Linked DNA regions of Oryctolagus cuniculus: all the other regions are linked to region 2. Evidence: chromatin contacts called from public Hi-C and Micro-C data. All regions are on one chromosome and are shown on one strand. The core of a region is the stretch at or near the end of the contact, and the rest is flanking DNA. Distances in the headings are between cores, read along the strand shown. Region 1 overlaps STARD9 (StAR related lipid transfer domain containing 9). Region 2 holds the start of TTBK2 (tau tubulin kinase 2). Region 3 holds the start of CDAN1 (codanin 1).

Region 1 (3,229 bases), core at 724-3,223, 200 kb before region 2:
TACACCCCACCCCACCTGCCGTCTCTTCATGGGGAGGCCTCCAGCACCTCAGCTCCTGCCCTGTCTCTGTGTTGAGGGATCCTGTAGGGCTCCAAGGTCCCGCCTTGAGCCCACTTCCGGTCTGCCAACCTGAGGGGCTGTTGCACCCCAGTTCTCAGATGTGTGTGGCTCAAGAGCCCCAGCATCACACCCTGGGGGACCTGCCAGTGCATAACAAATTTAGTAACTGGTGTGGGGTTCAAGACGGCTCTCCTCGGGGGCTGGGGGCGGCTGAGGACTCGGGGGCCAGTTGTGATCTCAGCTCTGGAGAACAGGGGCTGAGGCCCCCACAGCCTCCTGACGATCGGAGCCAGACTCCTGAGTGGTCCCAGAGGGAGCAGATCCCCCTGCAGGTCGGAACCCAGAGCGTCTCACTCAGCGTGGAGCTCACAGAAGCAAAGCTGCACCGTGGCTTCGGAGAGGCGGACGCTCTGCTGCAGGTGCTGCAGAGTGGGAGCGGGGAGGCGCTTGCTCCCGATGGCCCCGTCATGTCCGCCTGGGAGAAGCTCCACGCTCGGTAAGGGGCCCCAGCCTGGAGTCGGGAGGGCAGGGATGGGGCTGGGAGGAAAGAGCCTGAGAAAGCCGCTACCTTTCTCTCTGCCCTCATGCGTTTGGGATCCTCCGGGGGTCAGAGACCACGGTGAAGGGCATTCAGGGTCAGGTTCTGTGAGTGAATCACATCTTCTCTCAGGCAAAAAGAAACCATTGACACCCTCAGGAGAGAGCGCGCTAACCGACTGCAGAGTTTCCGCCGGGCACGGAGCCTCAGCCCCCAGAAACAACTGAGCCTCCTGCCCAGCAGGGGTCTCCCCCCACAGGACCTGGACTTGCCCAGCAGGCGCCGAGAATACCTGCAGCAACTGAGGAAGGACGTCGTGGAGACCACAAGGTACGGCGCGACCAGAGCCCTGCCTGGAGAGGATGGTGGGCGGCAGAGGCTGCCGTCCTCGTATCCTGGAGGGTTCTTGGTGACTGGGCAAGTGGAGGTGCAGGTGGGAGATGGAGGCACATGAGAAGCTGAAGGGGGGAGAGGGCCACAGGAGAGGACAGATGAGGGTTCTGACACGCTGTGCAGGTCTTCAGGTCTGGGGCCCGGAACGGCTTGTCCTCGGTTCGGCACACCTCCTGGGGATGTAGTACCAAACGTCAAGACCATGTGAGGATGGGTCCTCCTGGAAGATGGTGTGGTGCTAGCCTGGAGAGGGCGCCTGGGGCTCTCCGCTCCCCACTGTGTTAGACAGCAGGTCTTCACCCTGTGGTCTTCCCCAGGAGCCCAGAGTCAGCACCCCGGGCTGCTCACCTGCCCTCGGACATAGAGCTGATGCTGCAAGAATACCAGCGGGCCCGTGAGGAGGCCAAGGTGGAGATTGCCCGGGCCCGGGCCCGACTGCGGGAGCGCACTGAGCAGGAGAAGTTGCGAATCCGCCAGCAGATGGTCTCCCAGCTTCTGAGGGTGCGGAGTAGGGTGGTGGAGGCTTGGGACTGTGCGGGAGCCTGGGCAGAACTCAGGCTGGCTCAGCCTTCACTGTGACCGCCCCTGAGTCTTGGGATACAACACTTGGAGGGAGGTGTGGGACCTCTGGTGCCAGCTCAAAACTGGGTTTTCTCTCTGCATCCTCATCAGACCAGCTGCTGTCCCCAGGCCAGAGTGTGGGAGGAAGAGGCTGTGGCGTATAATTGGGTGTGGGGAAGCGTGGGGATGGGAAGCCCAGGCAGGGGACTGGGACTGGGACTGGGACTGGGTGAGTAGTGAGGGTGCATCGGAGGCTGCTGCTGCTGTCTTTCCCAGGAAGAGGTAAAACTACACACGCAGGCCAATTCCAGCTCCTTGTGCTCCAGCTCCAATGGAAGCGTCTCCTCTGGCATGACCTCTGGCTACAATAGCAGCCCAGCTCTGGCAGGCCAGCTGCAGTCCCCGGAGAGTGTGGTGAGTAGGCAGAGGCTGGGAATGAGCCAGGGCCAGGACTGCTGAGAGGGACTTGGACAGGTTAGCTGCCCCCGGAGGCCACCGCCGGCGTGACTTCTGCTCATGTGCCACGGCCTCGAGCCTTCCCTTTCCTTGGAACTATTCCCCCACGCCCATCCCTGCTTATTCATTCCTTCAACGTGTGTTTGGTAGGGACAATTTTAGAATAGAGCAATGAATTAAACAGCTCGTTGCATCATCATTTATGTTACAGAAAGTTACTTGAAGAAGGAGCCCTAACCCAGCATAAAACAGGGTCTGAGGGAGTGTGGGGAAGGTCAGGCAAGGTGGTATGCATGTTCTGCAGAGAGTGAGTTGAAACGAAACTGGAAGGACAAGAGGTAGTTAACAAAGGCACAGCTTTAAAAAGTCCATGAGAGTTTCTCAGGCATGGAAAGCCAAGACACTGTAGCAAACAAACAAACCAAAAAACCAAATGAAAGATCTCTGTGAGTGAGATCCCAGCGGAAAGAACGGGCCATCAAAGAAGGAGCTACCTTTCTCTGAAAGGAGGAGAGAACTTTCACTTTGACTATGGCCTTGTCTAAATAAGATCGGAGTTGGCGAACTCAAGAGGCTTCCATAGCCTTGGCAGCTCATGACAAGAGCCTAGGGTGATTACTGACATCATAAATAAGAGTGTCAATTGTTAAATCAACAACAGGAGTCACTGTGCACCTACTCCCCATGTAGGATCTCTGTCCTTAATGTGTTGTACTATGAGAATTAATGGTAAAACTAGTACTCAAACAGTACTTTATACTTTGTGTATCTGTGTGGGTAGAAACTGTTGAAATCTTAGTATATACCGAGTTGATCTTCTGTATATAAAGATAATTGGAAATGAATCTTGATGAAGAATGGGATGGGAGAGGGAGTGGGAGATGGGATGGTTGCAGGTGGGAGGGAGGTTATGGGGGGAAAAATCCAAAAGTTGTACTTATGAAATTTATTATATAAAAATTAAAAAAAATACTAAGAATGTAAGGCCAAAAAAAAAAAAAGGCAAAGCTTAGTGGAGAGACGTGGGCCCAGCAAGTGAAGCCTGGAGTAAGGGGAGTTTCAGGAACTGAAAGAAGGCCAGTGTGACTGGGTTGTCAAGAGTGAGATGGGGCTGGCGCCATGGCTCACTAGGCTAATCCTCTGCCTTGCGGCGCCGGCACACTGGGTCCTAGTCCTGGTCGGGGCGCTGGATTCTGTCCTGGTTGCTCCTCTTCCAGGCCA
Region 2 (3,279 bases), core at 450-2,949:
CTCTATAAATCACTCCCCCTTTTCCCCAACTAAATAAATGCTACTCTATTCCGTTTGTCTGAAAGAAAAACAGCAGAAACATCTTCCTGGTCTACCTGGCAAATCAGTGTGCAGATACCAACGCAACTGTTATGAAGGGCTCAGAATCAACACTGTAAGAAAACAGAGTGGATCCTCGGTGTATATGACCTGGGCCCATTCACAGCCACACCCACACACACACCCAGGCACACACAGAGAATTTCTACTGAATAAGAAAACACCTTTACATCATTAAAAGGTTACAATAAAACTGTTCTCTTTAGTGTTCCTCCAAGAAGGAACAAATTTGTAAAGCTAGGTGAGAGAAGAGTTAATTCCAGTATTGCTGCCACCTATCAACTTTAATTCAAAGCAGAGTACAACTCAATGTCATTTTATCTCCAACGCAACCACGACTGAATCGAAATTAACTTCCCTGTAAGATAAAGTACCCTTGCACAACAACGGCTGATTTACTTCTCTGATTTGACAGTATGAATGTGTGGAGTCTTTTGTCCCTCCCACAGCATCCCACGGTGTCAACATCATCATCTTTGTCGAAGCAAGTGACGAACAAATCCCTCGGCTCATTACTTCAGCACCTAAGTACCAGAAAGTCCCGGGCCTTCCTCCTCATTGCAACACAGCAGACAAGACTCCCCGGTCCTATGCCCCCTTCCATGACAGTCGGGCGGGCTGGGAAAGGCGCACTGCTAATTCCTAAGAACCCTCGGTGCACCCAGGTTCCGGCACCCGGAGAGGAATGAGTCTCAGCGATATGTGGGTCACCCAGAGAGAGAAACAGAATCAAGCTTCATGACCCTCCAAGTTCGGCGAAGACACCCGAAGCCTCGGGGAGGGGGGAGACGCGGCAGGCGCCTTCGGGGAAATGGGGCAGAACCAGAACCGTCTCCGAGCTGGAAAGTGACTGGGTCTGGCAGAAGTCCGGGGCGTGGGCAGCGACCTACGAGCCCCGGGTGCCCTTCTCCTCCTCGCCAGGCGCGGCCACTCCGCTAGGGCTGCGGCCCGAGGAAGGGGGTCAGGATTGGGGGAGGGCGGGGCCGGGGCCACCCGGGGCGCCCTAGGGGTGCGGGGGGTGTGTCCTACCTGGGCCGTGGCGGACGCGGGGATTTCAGGCGGAGGGCTGGGGTCCAGCTCAGGGCCAGGACCGGCAGGGGACAACCCTCGGCAGGCGGGACCGTCGCCGCCTGCCCATCCCCCGCCGCCGACTGCGGCGGGACCTGAGCGCGGCTTCGAGGGCCGGCCGGTGGATTGTCCCCTCAGGTACCGTCCGCGCTTACTGGCGACGGCGGCGGCTGCTGCCGTTACTGCTGCTGCTGGCCGCCCCCAGCCGCTGCTCTTGTACCAGCCCCTGTTCCTCTTGCCGCCGCCGCCGCCGCCTAGTCCCCACCGCTCCCATCGCCGCTGCGGCGACTACTGCAGCGCCCGCTGACCCGACCCGACGTTATGCTCCCCCTTCGCAACCCGGCACAGCCTAGCCCACCTGCCCCGCCAGTGCGCACGCCCACCTCTCCGCCACAGGTGCTGATTGGAGAGTGCGTTCCGAGCCCGCAGCGTCGGTTGGCTGGTCCCATTGCCTATCACGGAGGGGGCGGAGAGTCGGGCAGGGAGCGTCTCCGCCCCCCACCGGAGAATTGCCGCTATCTTCAGGTTTGCCTGAGAGGGCGAGTTACCGGGAAAGGAGCATCACAATGGCAACGCGCATGCGCGCGGGGATTCTGGGCCTCGTAGTTCCAACCCCAGCCGCAACTGCCCGCCTGTCCCGAGGAGAGAGGCAGGGCTTCTGAGATGAATGATGGCCGCAGGAAGGTGTTCTCCCAGCTCAGTGATTAACTTAGAGAGGCGTGCATGTGACGCCACGATTGAGGTGTTGTTTTTTTGTTTTGTTTTGTTTTGTTTTGTTTTGACAGAAAACCGCGGCTGCTTCGTCACGCTATGAATTTACACACCGAGGCGGTTGCGGGGAAGGGCCCGGGATCGTGAGGCCGGGTCACAGGTTAAAGGAGCCATTTGCCTCCTCAGAGCCCGAGCCGCCGGGCTTGCCCGCAACGGCGCCACACGGAGCTCCCGCCGCGGGGGACCAGGGAAAGGCCTAGAGGAGTGAGGAGGAAAAGGGACGGAGACTTCCACCAAGGACGTCAGCCTTTGTGCCGCAGCGGTCTCTCAGCCCACGAAGAACAGAACTGCCTGCCCTGTTTGAAACACGGCCGCCAAGGATTCGGTCGAGAGCCGCGGGGCGGACTGCGTGGGATGCTAAGCGAGAGTGTGCGGGAGTCGCTCAAGATTTTGAAAGAAGAGCGAAGAGGGCGGAGCAGAGGTGCTGCGGGTTCCAGTTGCATTGCGTGTTGGTCGTGCCAGCCTCTCCGGTGAAGGAAAACCTTCCGACCCAGAGCTTCTGCCATCCCATCCTCACCCGCCGCTTTCAGAAGGGAAACCCCAGTTCAACAACTTTCCAGAAGCTCTAAAACTAATTCGCAGCAGACGCAAAACTCAAGTCTCTTAAACCCCTCGTGGGCAGTGCTTTTCCTCATAATACTCGCAGGACTCCCAGCGGTCTACGGTGTACAGAGCGCGTGCAGTGACGTATAAGCTCCATTTTACTTTAACAGTTAAAAGACAGAAACGAACAAGAGGCGTCATTAAAGCTAAATAAGAATATAGAAGGGTTTTTCCTCGCTTGGAAGTCCCCCTCCCTGATGGAGGTCTCTGACTCTGATAAATCTCGCTTTTAAATCTTAATATATATATATATATAAAATCGTATAGAAAGGTTAAATATAAATCCTATGTTCAGTCTCAGAACTGTTCTTACAAGAATCTTCTTCTTGGGGAAATGCCACACCTTCTTGACATTCTTAAAAAAAAAAAAAAAAAAAAAAAAAAAAAAAAAAAAAAACAGCAGGCGGCTGTGCTCTCTGTGGTGTCCAGGTTCTTGGATAAAAAGCAGGACAGAATGTACATTAAAAGCAATTGAAGATGCAGCTCATCTTGTTCTATTCAAACATAAAGAAGTTGCCAAATTTCACTTCCTACTGATTAAAACCACAAGTTGCTTTTTCCATTATAATTCAGAGTATTGTCCAGACATATAATTTGAATAGGAAAAGACTAGAGTCTCTGCAAATACCTTTCTTTAAAATTAAAGCAATTAATGGCTAAGGGTGTCCAGATTCATTGAATATACCTAGCAATGAGTCTCCCTTTTTCTCGGTCTTTTCCATTTACTAATTGTGGGTC
Region 3 (3,068 bases), core at 113-2,612, 160 kb before region 2:
TCCCTCCAGGGGAGACAATCCCAGAGTTCCCGAGGGGGAGATCAGGTTCAGGGAGAGCCCTGCAGCTCCCCCGCGGGGAGGAAGCCGCCACCCCCAGAGAGCGGCAAGGCCATACCGCTCCTTCCTGAGCATCTCCCGCTCCTCTTGCAGACTTCTGCACCCTGGGGGAAGGCCAAGGCCCCAAGGGCTAGTGTCCAGGGCTGAGGGTTGGGAACTGGGGACACAGCTGATTGGGGGTGAGGTGAAGCAAGTCTTGGGCTTGGAGAGTGACCGCTCTTCGCTCACCGGAGTTGGGTTGATCCTGCGTGAAGGCTTCGTCCTGCTGAGAGCAGCCACAGGATTTTCTCAAACTCTCATCCTCAAGCACCTCCCCTCCATCAGCACAGCTCCTGGGCCCCTTGCCAAGACCCCCTCACCGTTACGTTACCTCACCCCCAGCCCCGAGGCACCGACTCCCCCAGCGGAGCCTCCGTGCCACCCATCTCCTGGGCGAGGGCGGATTCTCACCCTGCAGGGCCGGGGGGAACCGAGCCTACGGGAGGGAACTCCTCCAGGTTGCTGAGGTTTGGTGGATCACAGAGCGCGAGGCTGGGACTGCTGGGGCTGCCAGAGCCCCGGAGCCTCCGGGCCCCGGCCCAGGGCAGGCTCTCCCCGCCGACCCCCTCCTCCGGGCCCCCGGGGCCGCGGCTTCCTCGCTCGCGGGCCGGCGCCGGGCCCCGCCTCCTGCCCCCGCGGCGGGCCAGAGGGGCCTCGGCCGCGGGGCTCGGGGGCTCCGGCGGAGGGAAGAGCTGGCTGCGCGCCCCGCGGCCGCCCCGCGGCGGGCCCCCCGGCCTCCCCGGCAAGGTCGCCGAGGCGCCCGGGGCCTTGGCGGGGGTTGGGGGGCCCTGCGGGAGGACGCGGCAGCTCTGCTCCCTCAGGAAGTTCAGCAGGAACGGCACGAATTCCTTCCGCAGCGGCCGGAGTGAGCGCAGCACGGCCGCTTCCCCGGGGCTATCCTGAGGGAGAAGGAGACGTGGAGGAGCAAGAGGGTCGGCGGCCAGCCCGGGGTGGCGAGCGGCGGGGCCGCCCGGGCAGCGGCGCCCATCCGGAGCGCACTCGGCCCGGGCTGGCAGCCAGGCGCCCTGGAGGACTGGGACCGGAGCGGGCTGGCGCCTCCCGCGAGAAGCGGGTTCCGCTCAGGCCTGGGGGCGGGCCGGCGCTGTTACCTCGGAACTCTGGGTTCTGCGCGCGATCCACCGCACGGCCGCTGCGACCGACACCTCCTCTCGCAGCAGCGACTCCAAAACCGCCGCCATCCCGGTAGGGGCGCTCTGGGCCGACTGCGCAGGCGCCGGCGCGCCGCGGGCTCCCCGGGAGGGGCGGGGCCGGCAGCGGGAGCGACCGTTGGGCCGCGGGGCGGGGCGGGGCGGGGCGGGGCCTCTGGCTCCGTCAAGGCCTCGCTGGGTCCGCGGTTTGCTCCGGCCGCACCGGCCGGCCGTCTCGGAAGTGCGGCCGCACCGCCTGGGAGTGAGGCCCTGCGCCGGCTTCCCTGGCTGAGCAGGCCCCGAGGGACGACTCACCCGGACTCGAGCGGGGAGCGGGGCCGCCGTGGGACCGGCGCAAGGCGGGGAAAAGCCAGGGCCCGGGGGAGTGGCCGGACGGTCAAGGTGAACACGCCGGCCCACATCTTTTTGTAATGGGCATATTCGTGAAGAGTTCACGGTTTGCTAGATTCTACCGCCGCCACCCTGAGTGAGGAAGTTAATCTAGACTCTCCCTTTGAACTTTCTTGCAAGTCCTTGGGCAGGCGTGTGGCGACCGCCGTGCCCTCCCGCCGCGATGACCGGTGGCGCGAGGTGAACATTTCAGCTACCCTGCTGTTGAGATGTCGTTTCGCACGTTCATGGCTAGCTCCCGGGAGCGCGAGTGACTTCTTAACCTCTATTTTCCAAAAAGAACCCCAGAGACAGCGTTTTGGGTGTCGCTGCTGAGCGACAGGTCAGGAAAGGGGATCCAGGCTCAGCAAGAGATGGCGCGGACGTCCAGGTCCTGTCAAACCTGGAGGAGGGAGGCAGTGCCCGGCAAGGCCGCCTGTGCTCCTGCTCCCAGGGCGGGTTTCAAGCAGGACAGGAGGTGCGGGGAGCGGCGCCCCCTCCACTGGTGCTTTCTGCTGGAAACAAGGACCTCCAGCCAGAGGGAGCTTTTCAACACTTTTAACTGTATTTCCGGGGAATCGTCTCATAGCCCTGAACCTTGGTTTTCACCTGTATGGAGACCTAATTTCCAGGCTGCTTCTTCCAGGTCACTTTTGGATGTACTGCACTGACAGTAATACTTTCTGCTCCCAGTGGCTCTTGTAACTACTGGTGCATTCAGTAACTTTATTAAATTTAAAAAACAGATCCCACTTTTGAAATCCAAACCACCACACAAATAGAACTAGAGTTTGCATGCGGAATGAATATTTTATTACTAGATTATAAAAATAAAATACAAAATAATTTTAAAACAGAACTTAAAACACTGTACAAAGCTTTAATATGATACAAATGGGAAAATTAAATAAATAATTACATTTTTATGTACAGATGGCCTATACAAAAGCACTCCATGTTTCTGCCAATACTCTGAGTCCTTGGTCGCCTGAGCAAAATCGCCCGAAGGGAGCTGCCTGGAGGGAAAGGGACACAGCTTTGGAGGTATTTCAGCAGTTTCTCACCTCTCTCATGGAGAGAGAGAAAAGTGGAAGTATGAAAGTCCTCTAATTGTTTTTTTTTTAACGAAAGAATTCTTTCAGTTTATGGTTGAATCTGATTTAACAGCTGCCCAAAGCTTTTAACTTTCAAGATTTATATTTACTTCAAAACTGATTCCCCCTCACCTTCCTCTTTTTTCCTGACAGCTGGGAACTTCTAATAACCCAATGAAATAGGCGCTGGCTATTTTAGGAAAGGAGCCAGAGGGAAGACCAGGGCTGGGGATCAGGGAGAAGCAAGGGAGGCTCAAGCCTTAGTCATCTGATCTCTTTACTCAGTCCCCACATCCAAAGCCTGAAGTGGCCCACTGCTGTCATTTCTTTTATCTTCTTA

Evidence for each region. A called contact is a pair of places that touch in the nucleus more often than the background predicts.
Region 1: a contact with region 2 is called in a Hi-C map of liver, with 4 times the contacts expected there. The contact joins the enhancer-like site here to the promoter of TTBK2 in region 2. A contact is called at or near these places in 5 of 6 Hi-C or Micro-C datasets (ear pinna, embryonic fibroblasts, liver and 2 more).
Region 3: a Micro-C map of ear pinna shows a contact between it and region 2, with 8 times the contacts expected there. The contact joins the promoter of CDAN1 here to the promoter of TTBK2 in region 2. A contact is called at or near these places in 3 of 6 Hi-C or Micro-C datasets (ear pinna, embryonic fibroblasts and an unstated tissue).

The regions. Positions count from the first base shown.
Region 1 is chr12:65,710,703-65,713,931 of mOryCun1.1, forward strand. STARD9 (StAR related lipid transfer domain containing 9) reads left to right here. Exons shown (of 33, transcript XM_051822025.2): 23 at 1-556; 24 at 731-928; 25 at 1,309-1,492; 26 at 1,829-1,966. Among named protein-coding and RNA genes, the nearest start is that of CDAN1, 35 kb to the right of the region's middle. Within about 2 kb of position 1,974, at least 1 of the 8 cell types and tissues checked has an H3K27ac peak or open chromatin away from gene starts, as enhancers often do.
Region 2 is chr12:65,910,822-65,914,100 of mOryCun1.1, forward strand. It overlaps TTBK2 (tau tubulin kinase 2), which reads right to left and starts at 1,700. Exons shown (of 17, transcript XM_051822032.2): 1 at 1,551-1,700. The coding sequence starts at 1,616. It overlaps LOC127483696 (a long non-coding RNA gene), which reads left to right and starts at 1,916. Exons shown (of 2, transcript XR_007910197.2): 1 at 1,916-3,279.
Region 3 is chr12:65,746,207-65,749,274 of mOryCun1.1, forward strand. It overlaps CDAN1 (codanin 1), which reads right to left and starts at 1,363. Exons shown (of 28, transcript XR_011380881.1): 1 at 1,206-1,363; 2 at 508-995; 3 at 116-322. TTBK2 (tau tubulin kinase 2) reads right to left here. Exons shown (of 17, transcript XM_051822032.2): 17 at 2,425-3,068. It overlaps LOC127483695 (a long non-coding RNA gene), which reads left to right and starts at 1,442. Exons shown (of 2, transcript XR_007910195.2): 1 at 1,442-1,646; 2 at 2,568-2,741.